Regions from separate parts of the Anser cygnoides genome. Here region 1 is linked to region 2. Evidence: chromatin contacts called from public Hi-C data. All regions are on one chromosome and are shown on one strand. Each heading gives the region's core, a stretch centred on a gene start, on an enhancer-like site or on the middle of the called end of the contact. The rest is flanking DNA. Distances are from core to core; before and after follow the strand shown.

Region 1 (4,212 bases), core at 800-3,299, 210 kb before region 2:
GCAGTGTGGTGTGACCTCAAAACAGCTTTTGGGAGCTCGCCCAGTAACTCAGCAAGTCCAACATTGCCCAAAAGAGCCTGTTTTAACACCTAAACTCAGTCCTGCCCATGCCCAGTTGGAGTTTGCTCAAGTTTTCCCTTTTCCCTTGATTATTGGAAGCGTTATTATTATTACTCCCTTGATTATTTTCTGCTTTCAGCCCCTTAAATGCACTGTACAGCCTGATGATGAAGAGCAGGGTCACAGTTCATGCAGGTTATTATCTGGCTTATTATTTCTTTTAAACAAACAAACAAAAAATTAAAATGCAGCATAAGGCTGTGCTCCTTCTGGTATTTTTGTCTGCTGTCATAGGTAATGCTCCAAAAAACTTTACAGGCAGCTGCGTGAAAAGATTTGCAGATTGTCTTGTAAACCCTGTTACTCGTTATTTCAAATTATTTCTTAAAATGCACCTCCATTTAACCCCAGAAGATTACACGAAGCTCACTTGACAATTACTGCAATTGCTGGAAATTTCCTTGCAAGCACCTATCGCAGAGGGGGAGCATCACCAGAGCTCATCTCCAACAATCTTTTTCCCATGGTAAGAGGGTGCAGGGGGTGCACGTCCCTGGTCGCCGGAAGAGAACGGCAAGAAAGCAAAACAAGTCATTTTGCTCTGATTTTGATGGAAAATAATAGGATTTAGGGGAAAGTGTTTGTTGCTGTTGGATTGCTCTTTGTCGGTGCTGCTGAGGCAGCCTCCCTGATTTCCCCATGCTGGGACGAGGGTGTCAGAGAGAAACCCTGAAATCCCCTTTCCTGCTGGTTTCCTGACCTAAGCCCCAGCAGGGCACACCAGGAACCTTGTTGGTATTGGAAACATTAGAAAAAAGTTTGATTTAACCTTACACAGACCCCATAGTTTGTGGCAGCTGTGTCCTGAGGCAGACATTTGGGGCAGGCTCGGCTGACCTTACCCTAGCAGCTTCGTGCCTGCTTCCAGCTGAGGGTTAAGCATTGCATAAAACCCACGTTTTATGGGCTTTATTGTTAGTGATATGAGCCAGAAACAGGAGGTGGAGCAGTTATCTGAGCTGGAAAGCAACAGCGAGGGCTCGGCGTTTGCCACTTGATAAGTCAGTATCTGTGTTATCGCTAACTTGGGAGGGGGTCCTGCTGTATTCACTCTCAGGGGTAAATATTTCCAAAAAAATATTATCCTTTATTTCCAAAAAAAATATCACTGGGGGGAAAACATAAAAGAAATGCAAATCTTTGGGGATGGAGACACTGAGAAGTGTCATTTAAGCCTTCATTTAACTTCCTGGGAAATTAACAGTGTCTGATTGATGTCTGAGCCAGCAGCTCTCAGAGGATGCTGGAGCCATTTGCTGGGTTTCTGCCGCACCTAACCTGCAGGTTTTGGACGTGGGATTTTTTATGTTTTTTTTTTTGTTTGTTTTTTTTTTGTTTTGTTTTCCCCAGATGGTGCTAGCACACCGGCGTCCCCAGATCGTTCCTGCTGGCGTTGAGCTCTGCGGCAGTCACCGTGCTTAGGGGAAGCTTGCCAGGGGACAGGGAAACATGCACTGCAAAGACACTTTGACGTGTACACACTGCTGGATCCACGCAGTGCTGATTTCCCAACACGATCAGCCCTCCCCTGAACTGCAGGGAGCAGAGGCTGGGTCATTATCGCCCTGCTGGGGAAATAATGCCAGCAACAAGCGGAGATCCCCCTCCGACTGCGATTTTGGAGGCTGGGCTGCCTTTGTGGCTGGGATCTGGGGCTGATTATTGGTGGGAAGACACAAATCTTGGGATTTTGGAGGGAGGTGGGAGGCAGAGGAAGGGGTTACCTGGCTGCAGGCTGGCTCTCCTCTGGCGCAGGGGTGGTGGAGGACGGGGACAGCCTCGACGGGTGGGGACAGCCTCGATGGATGGAGATGGCCTCAATGGATGAGGACAGCCTCGATGGACGGGAACAGCCTCGACAGATGGGGACGGCCTCCTCCAGCCTCCCCGGCTGCCTCCTCTCCACAGAAAACTAAAAGCGAAACTCCGTCAGGCGCGCCAGCAGCTGCCAGAGAGCGGTGCCAAAGCCGAGAGGTGAGCAGAAACGGGTGAACCTTAAACCCTCCCCGCCGGCTGGGCGAGGCAGGGCCATAAACCCTGCCCTCTGTGCTCCCTCTGTCCCCGCTGTCCCTTGTCCCTGCTGCAGGAGCCGTTTCTTTTCGGTGGCTTGTCCTCGGAGGTGCCGCGAGCATCACCGCCCGCATCCCGCAGCTGGGATTTGGGGATGGGGAGGGTTGGGTATGAGGCAGGCTGGAGCCAGGGATCTGGCCTTTGTAGGGTTTTTTATAATGCTGCAATTTCTGCTGACGCAGGTGAGACTCCTCTTTGGTCCCGGGCTGCGATAACTCGGAGCCAGGGCTGCCAAAGGGATTTGTTTTTGGGGAGCGGGTGGGAAGCGGCACACCCGCTGCTCCCGCAAAGGGCTTAGCAGACAAGCCGGCGAGGTGCAGACAAAGCGAGCAAAGAAAAAAACCTGAGCACTTGGGCTTTTCCTGCCTTTTAATTAAACTAATGGCTGGTTACCGCTGGGGCTGGGCGCTTTGTACAGAGTTCTTGTTAAAGCTCTTACATCTTAATGGGGGAAAAGCACAATGTATTGGGATAACCGGTCTGGAGAGGGAACAGGAAGATCTGCAGGTCATTAGAAACCTAAAGGAAGGCAGCTTTTGTGTTTGTAGCACTAACCTGGCCATCTGTAATGCCTTGCCTTCAAGAGCCAGCTCTGAAAGCTTTATGGATCTGCACATGTAACTTTTTGGTCCGTGAGCCAAACGAGAGTGGATTTCCTTTTTTGGGGGGAACAAATCCCAGCACCGACACCGCTCAGCTGCATCCAGCCCCCAAGCAGAGCTTAGCCTGCATCCAGCTCCTTGCCAGAGGGCAGCAAAGCCTTTCCTCCCGGCTCCCTGCCCATCAGCCAGGCTGGAAAGGATCTGGGGAGCCTTTGAAGAAGTTTCCTAACTACCCTGTGAAATCCCGAACTGGCGTGGCCCCGTGAATGGTTGGTACAGCAGAGGGGTAGAAAAGCGTTTGGGCACTTCTTTTTTTCTTTGTTCCCATCCCAGTGGCACCTGCCTGGGATGAGGCAGGGGCTTTTATAAGCCTCCCCTGGGTCCCAGGGATGTGTCCCTGGGGTGGGCACCGCCTCCCGCACGGGACCTTCTCCAGCGGCAGACCCGCTAGAGGGCATAGCTCGTCCGTGATTTCAGACGGCACAGCTCTCCGCTGCCGAGTCTCCTTTCGGAGCCTGCTCCCGGAGCCTGCACCCTTTAGTTCTGTGCTTGTGGTTACACCACAAGACCTCGTAGGAGAGCTCTGGCCACAGGGCTGGTAGGGACCAAATATCCCAGCCCAGCAAGGCGTGACCTGAGCACCTCGAAACCACTTGCGGACCTTCCCCTGCTTTCATCCTTTTTCCTGGAGGAGCTGCAACGTTTTAGTGCACAGGGCTACCAGAACAGGTCAAAATAAATCTCCTAGGGCATATTTCGGCCACCCAAATTGCTCCATGGGCACCGCTGCCTGCCTCGTCTCTCGCTGCACAATGGGCTGAAGAAAGTACCTGAAAGCACGAGTGGCTTTTCCTTTCTTTCTGCTGTTCCCAGGGAATGTGGAGGAGCAGAAAAAAATGATGCATTATTTATACTGGAAAGGCACCGGGAAACTTTATGGCATTAGCAGTGAGAGCAAAGCACAGAGCTGGGGCCGCTAGAGATGCTTAGGGCAGACGTCTTGTCTCTGCACCGCCAGCTTCAAAGGAACTGGTCACTTGTGTGTGAGTATATTTAGCAGGCCTTGCCTTTGGGATCACTATTTCGGTTTAGCCAGTCTTGCTAAAAATGAGCAGAGTCCATCTGCAGTCCTGTCTCTTTGCAGAACCAGTTGTTGCCTTACCGTGCTCCTTTGAGCAGGGCTCCAAACTGCCTGGGTATTTTGGAGAATAACGAGGTAGTTTGGGGAGCTTCAGGCTCATTTTGGGGGACAGGGGATGCAAAGCCTCAGGAATAGGCTGAGGCTCTCCTATTTTTACAGGCCGATTTGTTTGGAGAAGAAACGTCTGAAGCACGGTAAGCACAGCGAGTTCAAAGCGAGAGGTCACGACAAATTATGTTTATGAGCTGCAAATGGGCTCGTTTGCTATCAAATCACTTT
Region 2 (4,249 bases), core at 277-2,776:
CAGCAGTAACACACAGCACTCCTCACAGGGCAGAGGAAATTACATCCAGAGATTTGGTAGCTGAAATGGAGAGAAATATTTGGTACATCAGTTATCAGAAGGTAACTCTGATGATAAGTAGCTTGCAACAAAAGGTGGACAGAAAGCCAAAGTCAAATGGAAATGTTCCACCTGCTGTGCCTTCAGACATCCTGCCCCTACTCCTGCTTGAAGGCAATTTGTTCTTCTTAACAGCGTGGCCAAAACCAAAATAATGCTAACAACACCAATACCCTTCAGGCCCTACCACCACTAAATTGCAGTAATGTTTATCCTTTCGTCATACAAGTTAATTGAGCAAAATAAAGGCAAAAAACTCGTAAAAAGTCAGCAGCCTTTACACAAAGTGGTTGGAATAGAAGAGCAGACAGGTACGGTGTAGCAGGTACCAAGACATGAAGCGGATGCTCATGCACCATCAGCTTTCGTAGCATGAAACAGAATCAGCCAAGGCATAACACAGATGGGCAAGTGAAGGAAACCACCGAGAAGAAGATGAGCAAAATGAAAAGTGACAAGGCTCGATTGAAGGTTTCTCTGTCAGCTTCAGCCCTACGTATCTGGATGCTTCTTCCACTCTTGTAAGCCAGCCCTGAAGTTTACCAGCTCGGCTGCAACAGCGATTGTTTCACTTGCTTATCTGTTTCCGTCCCGGACAAAACAGGTAGGAGAAAAAAACTCCCCAGCCTGCCAACCTTGTCACTGCTCCTCCAGGTCCTTGGGGAAGCTGGGGGATTTAAAGCAAAGACCAAACCGACACCAGGGTGCTGGTGAAAGGACCGGGGGGGGGGGGGGGCAGGCCAGAACGGAAGCGACACCTGGATGTGGAGAAGGTGGCGATTAACGAGAAGGTGCCAATAACGAGGGTCGGAACGGAAGGAAGACGCGTCCTGGAGCAGTGTGGCACCTGGTAGGGCACGACAAGGTGTAACAGGCTATAATGAGGCGCAATAAGGTATAATAAGGCGTTACACGTATATTTTGTGCACAGGAAGGTCAGGCTCTGCGGGGCTGACAGGTACACGCGCCAGGTTCCAGAAACAGATCAAAACCAGGCAAAATCCGTGTTGAATATCCATGCTGGCTGAGGCAGACCCCGTGTTTTGGGGTTGTTTCCCCTCCCGTTACCCCGCAGAAAGGCAGAAAAGGCGACAGCCCGCCCCGCTGACCCCCGCCCGAGGCCGAGGGCTGCGCTAACGAAGGAAAAGGGGGTTTAAGGGGGGAGGGGGGGGCACACGGCAGCGCAAGGCCCGGCCCCGAGGCCTGGCGGGCCGCGGACGCCCGGGGCCAGCCCGGGTCCGGCTGCCGAGGCCGGGTCCGGCCCGGGAGCGGCGGGGGGCGGCCGGCACCTACCTGAGCGCGGCGTCAGGGCCCGGCTGCCGCGGCCAAGGCCAGCCCCGGGGCCGGCCCGGGGCAGGGGCGGCGGCGGCGGCTCCTCCCCCTCCCGCAGCCGCCCGCCCGCCCGCCGCGCCGGAAGTGGGCGGGGCCCCGCGGTGGCCCCGCCCCCTCCCCCGCCGCTCCGCCCGCAGCAGCCGAGCTCTCGCGAGAGGTGGCGCGGCGCGAGGGCGGTGCGCCCCCGGCCGGGCGGCGCCATTTTGTGGGGTTGGGATGGGGCTGGGGTGTTAATTGAGGTTGTGTCATAAAGTCACAGAACCATTAGGGTTGGAAAAAAAAATTGTCTCCACGATCATCTGGTCTTAACTTACTTTACTTAACTACATGCATAACATTGAAGAATTCTTCCATCCCTTAGCATGCAATGAATAGGGGAACCAAAATGAAGCAATTAGAGAAGCCTCCAGGTTAAAAGGTTTGATAAAGCAAAGCTAGAGACCACAGAATCACCGAATCATCTAGGTTGGAAGAGACCTCCAAGATCACCCAGTCCAACCTCTGACCTAACACTAACAAGTCCTACACTAAACCATATCACTAAGGGCTACATCTAAATGTCTTTTAAAGACCTCCAGGGATGGTGACAACCACTTCCCTGAGCAGCCCATTCCAATGCCTAACAACCCCTTCAGTAAAGAAGTACTTCCTAACATCCAACCTAAACCTCCCCTGGCGCAACTTTCGCCCATTCCCCCTCGTCCTGTCACCAGGCACGTGGGAGAATAGACCAGCCCCCACCTCTCTACAGCCTCCTTTAAGGTACCTGGAGAGAGCGATAAGGTCTCCCCTGAGCCTCCTCTTCTCCAGGTTGAACAACCCCAGCTCCCTCAGCCGCTCCTCGTAAGACTTGTTCTCCAGACCCCTCACCAGCTTGGTCGCCCTTCTCTGGACTCGCTCGAGCACGTCCATGTCCTTCCTGTAGCGAGGGGCCCAAACCTGAACACCAGACACAAGGAAGGATTGGCAGGCTGCTATTAAAATACTTATGACTTCCTAAACATCACAGGAATAATACTGCTTCTCCTTTACTTAAAAATAAAATAAAATAAAATAAAATAAAATAAAATAAAATAAAATAAAATAAAATAAATAAAATAAATAAAATAAAATAAAATAAAATACAACAACAACAAAAACAGATAAGCAAACAAACAGAATTTAGCTCAGTCAAATCTAGTCAATCCAGTGGAGAGCCACAACTCAGAAACCTTAAAGTGTCTTAACCCTTTCACAAGCTTCTTGTAAAAGATGAGAAGCTAGATGAATTGGCTGAAAAGCACTTGCCTTTTCTACAACTCTTTTGTTATCAGCCTGCTCATGCTTTTGTTTTTAGACAGAAAAATCTGTAGCTGAAAAATGAAGAAAGTGCTTAGAAAAACATGCCCACTGCTCTCTGTCTTCAGCAGGGTAGAAGGCAAGAGGGAATAAAATCCCATCAAAGTGTGTATATATGCTGACAATGGATAGAGACCATGAAGATGGCAGTCCCTTCCCTACCTGCCTCCGTGGCTGTTCCACACACACCAGCAGAGATGTTTAAAAACTGCCAACTTTAAGGGGAAAATAATCTAAAAAGATATCTGGAACGCTACACCTGAGTTTGTTTTTCTGATTGCAGGTGAATCCAAGCACAAACTGACCCAAAACGAGCCCATGGGATAGCTGCAGAGATGCAGGAGGCTGCCTCCTCCCTGGCTGTGCCTGGCAGTGGGTGCCTAGAAATGCCTCTGTGTAATTCTGCTTCCAGATTTCTATTCCAATGCAGTCAGGAAATGAGAAGATGGCTTGAGGATTGTTGCACCTTCAGCATCAGTAAGCCAGAGCCATTTCATGCTCTGAAGCAGACCCAGTCCTACATTGCAGATCCTGTCATAACGCTTGCTGGCACAAACAGAGGCTGCAAAGTCAACCTCAGCGCTGGCATTTGCTGGCTTTTAAATGTTTGCCTCATAATGGCAACATCCTGAAAAGGACAAGTCTGAAGGCTCAAGATACTGATAGATATCATCTGCTTTTTTGCTGGCTTGTTTCTCTTGTGGAAGGGACTGCCCACTACCAAAGTTCAAAGTTCAGCGAGCAGGCCAGAGTCACAAGTGTTATTATTTATAAGCCTTAAAATGCCTTATCTTAGCAGCCAAACCAAGATGCTCTGTAAGGGTCAATCCAAAATGTGCTTCCTTCAGGAAAGCCAAGAAACCTCCTTTCCATTTTATCTTCAGGTATCAACAGCTGTCCTCCCTCTTACTACGGTACAGCAGTTCAGTTAATATCTGGTGACTGTGACCTGTGCTGGGATTAATAAAATATTTTTATGAGCCAATTCATAAAGGTGCTGTCAACAAACTGCTGCCTCCTCTAAAGACTAATTAAAGGCGAGCCAATATTGTCTGACATGGGCTGTAACGGTGACAGATCTCCTTTCATCCTCCACCAGTTCCTCTTATTAGCGATGAGCAGAGCTCAGCATCTGATGTTCGGTGACCTTCTGGAACCACTTAACAGTTCCAACTCACTGCAGCGTGAAGAAAAATCTTTGAAAATCAGATTAATCTGAAGCCATGGCCTGGTTACTTGTTTTCTGCAGACAATCCAGGCAGCAAGACAGCAGTGCTGTTTACTGGAAGCAAGAGTCTCCTGTTCTTATTGTGGTCCTGTACAAAATGTAGTCTGTTAAAAATGAAATTAATGTCATATTAACAAAACAGGCATCACAAGGGATACACGGCAAACACTTCCAAATGCCACATTTTCTAATCTCATATTTGTTCCTTCTTTTGCTTTGTGTTTTACAGTTTACTGGTTTTTTTTTTTTCCT

The links. Hi-C and Micro-C count contacts between places; a contact is called where the count stands out from the background.
Region 1: a contact with region 2 is called in a Hi-C map of liver, with 8 times the contacts expected there. The contact joins the promoter of RAB17 here to the promoter of UBE2F in region 2. A contact is called at or near these places in 2 of 7 Hi-C or Micro-C datasets (both in liver).

Annotation. Positions count from the first base shown.
Region 1 is chr6:10,953,515-10,957,726 of Taihu_goose_T2T_genome, reverse strand. RAB17 (RAB17, member RAS oncogene family) reads right to left here and starts at 2,049. Exons shown (of 6, transcript XM_048058455.2): 1 at 1,845-2,049. LOC125182149 (a long non-coding RNA gene) reads left to right here and starts at 2,072. Exons shown (of 2, transcript XR_007161258.2): 1 at 2,072-3,835.
Region 2 is chr6:10,742,221-10,746,469 of Taihu_goose_T2T_genome, reverse strand. It overlaps UBE2F (ubiquitin conjugating enzyme E2 F (putative)), which reads right to left and starts at 1,526. Exons shown (of 10, transcript XM_066999805.1): 1 at 1,393-1,526.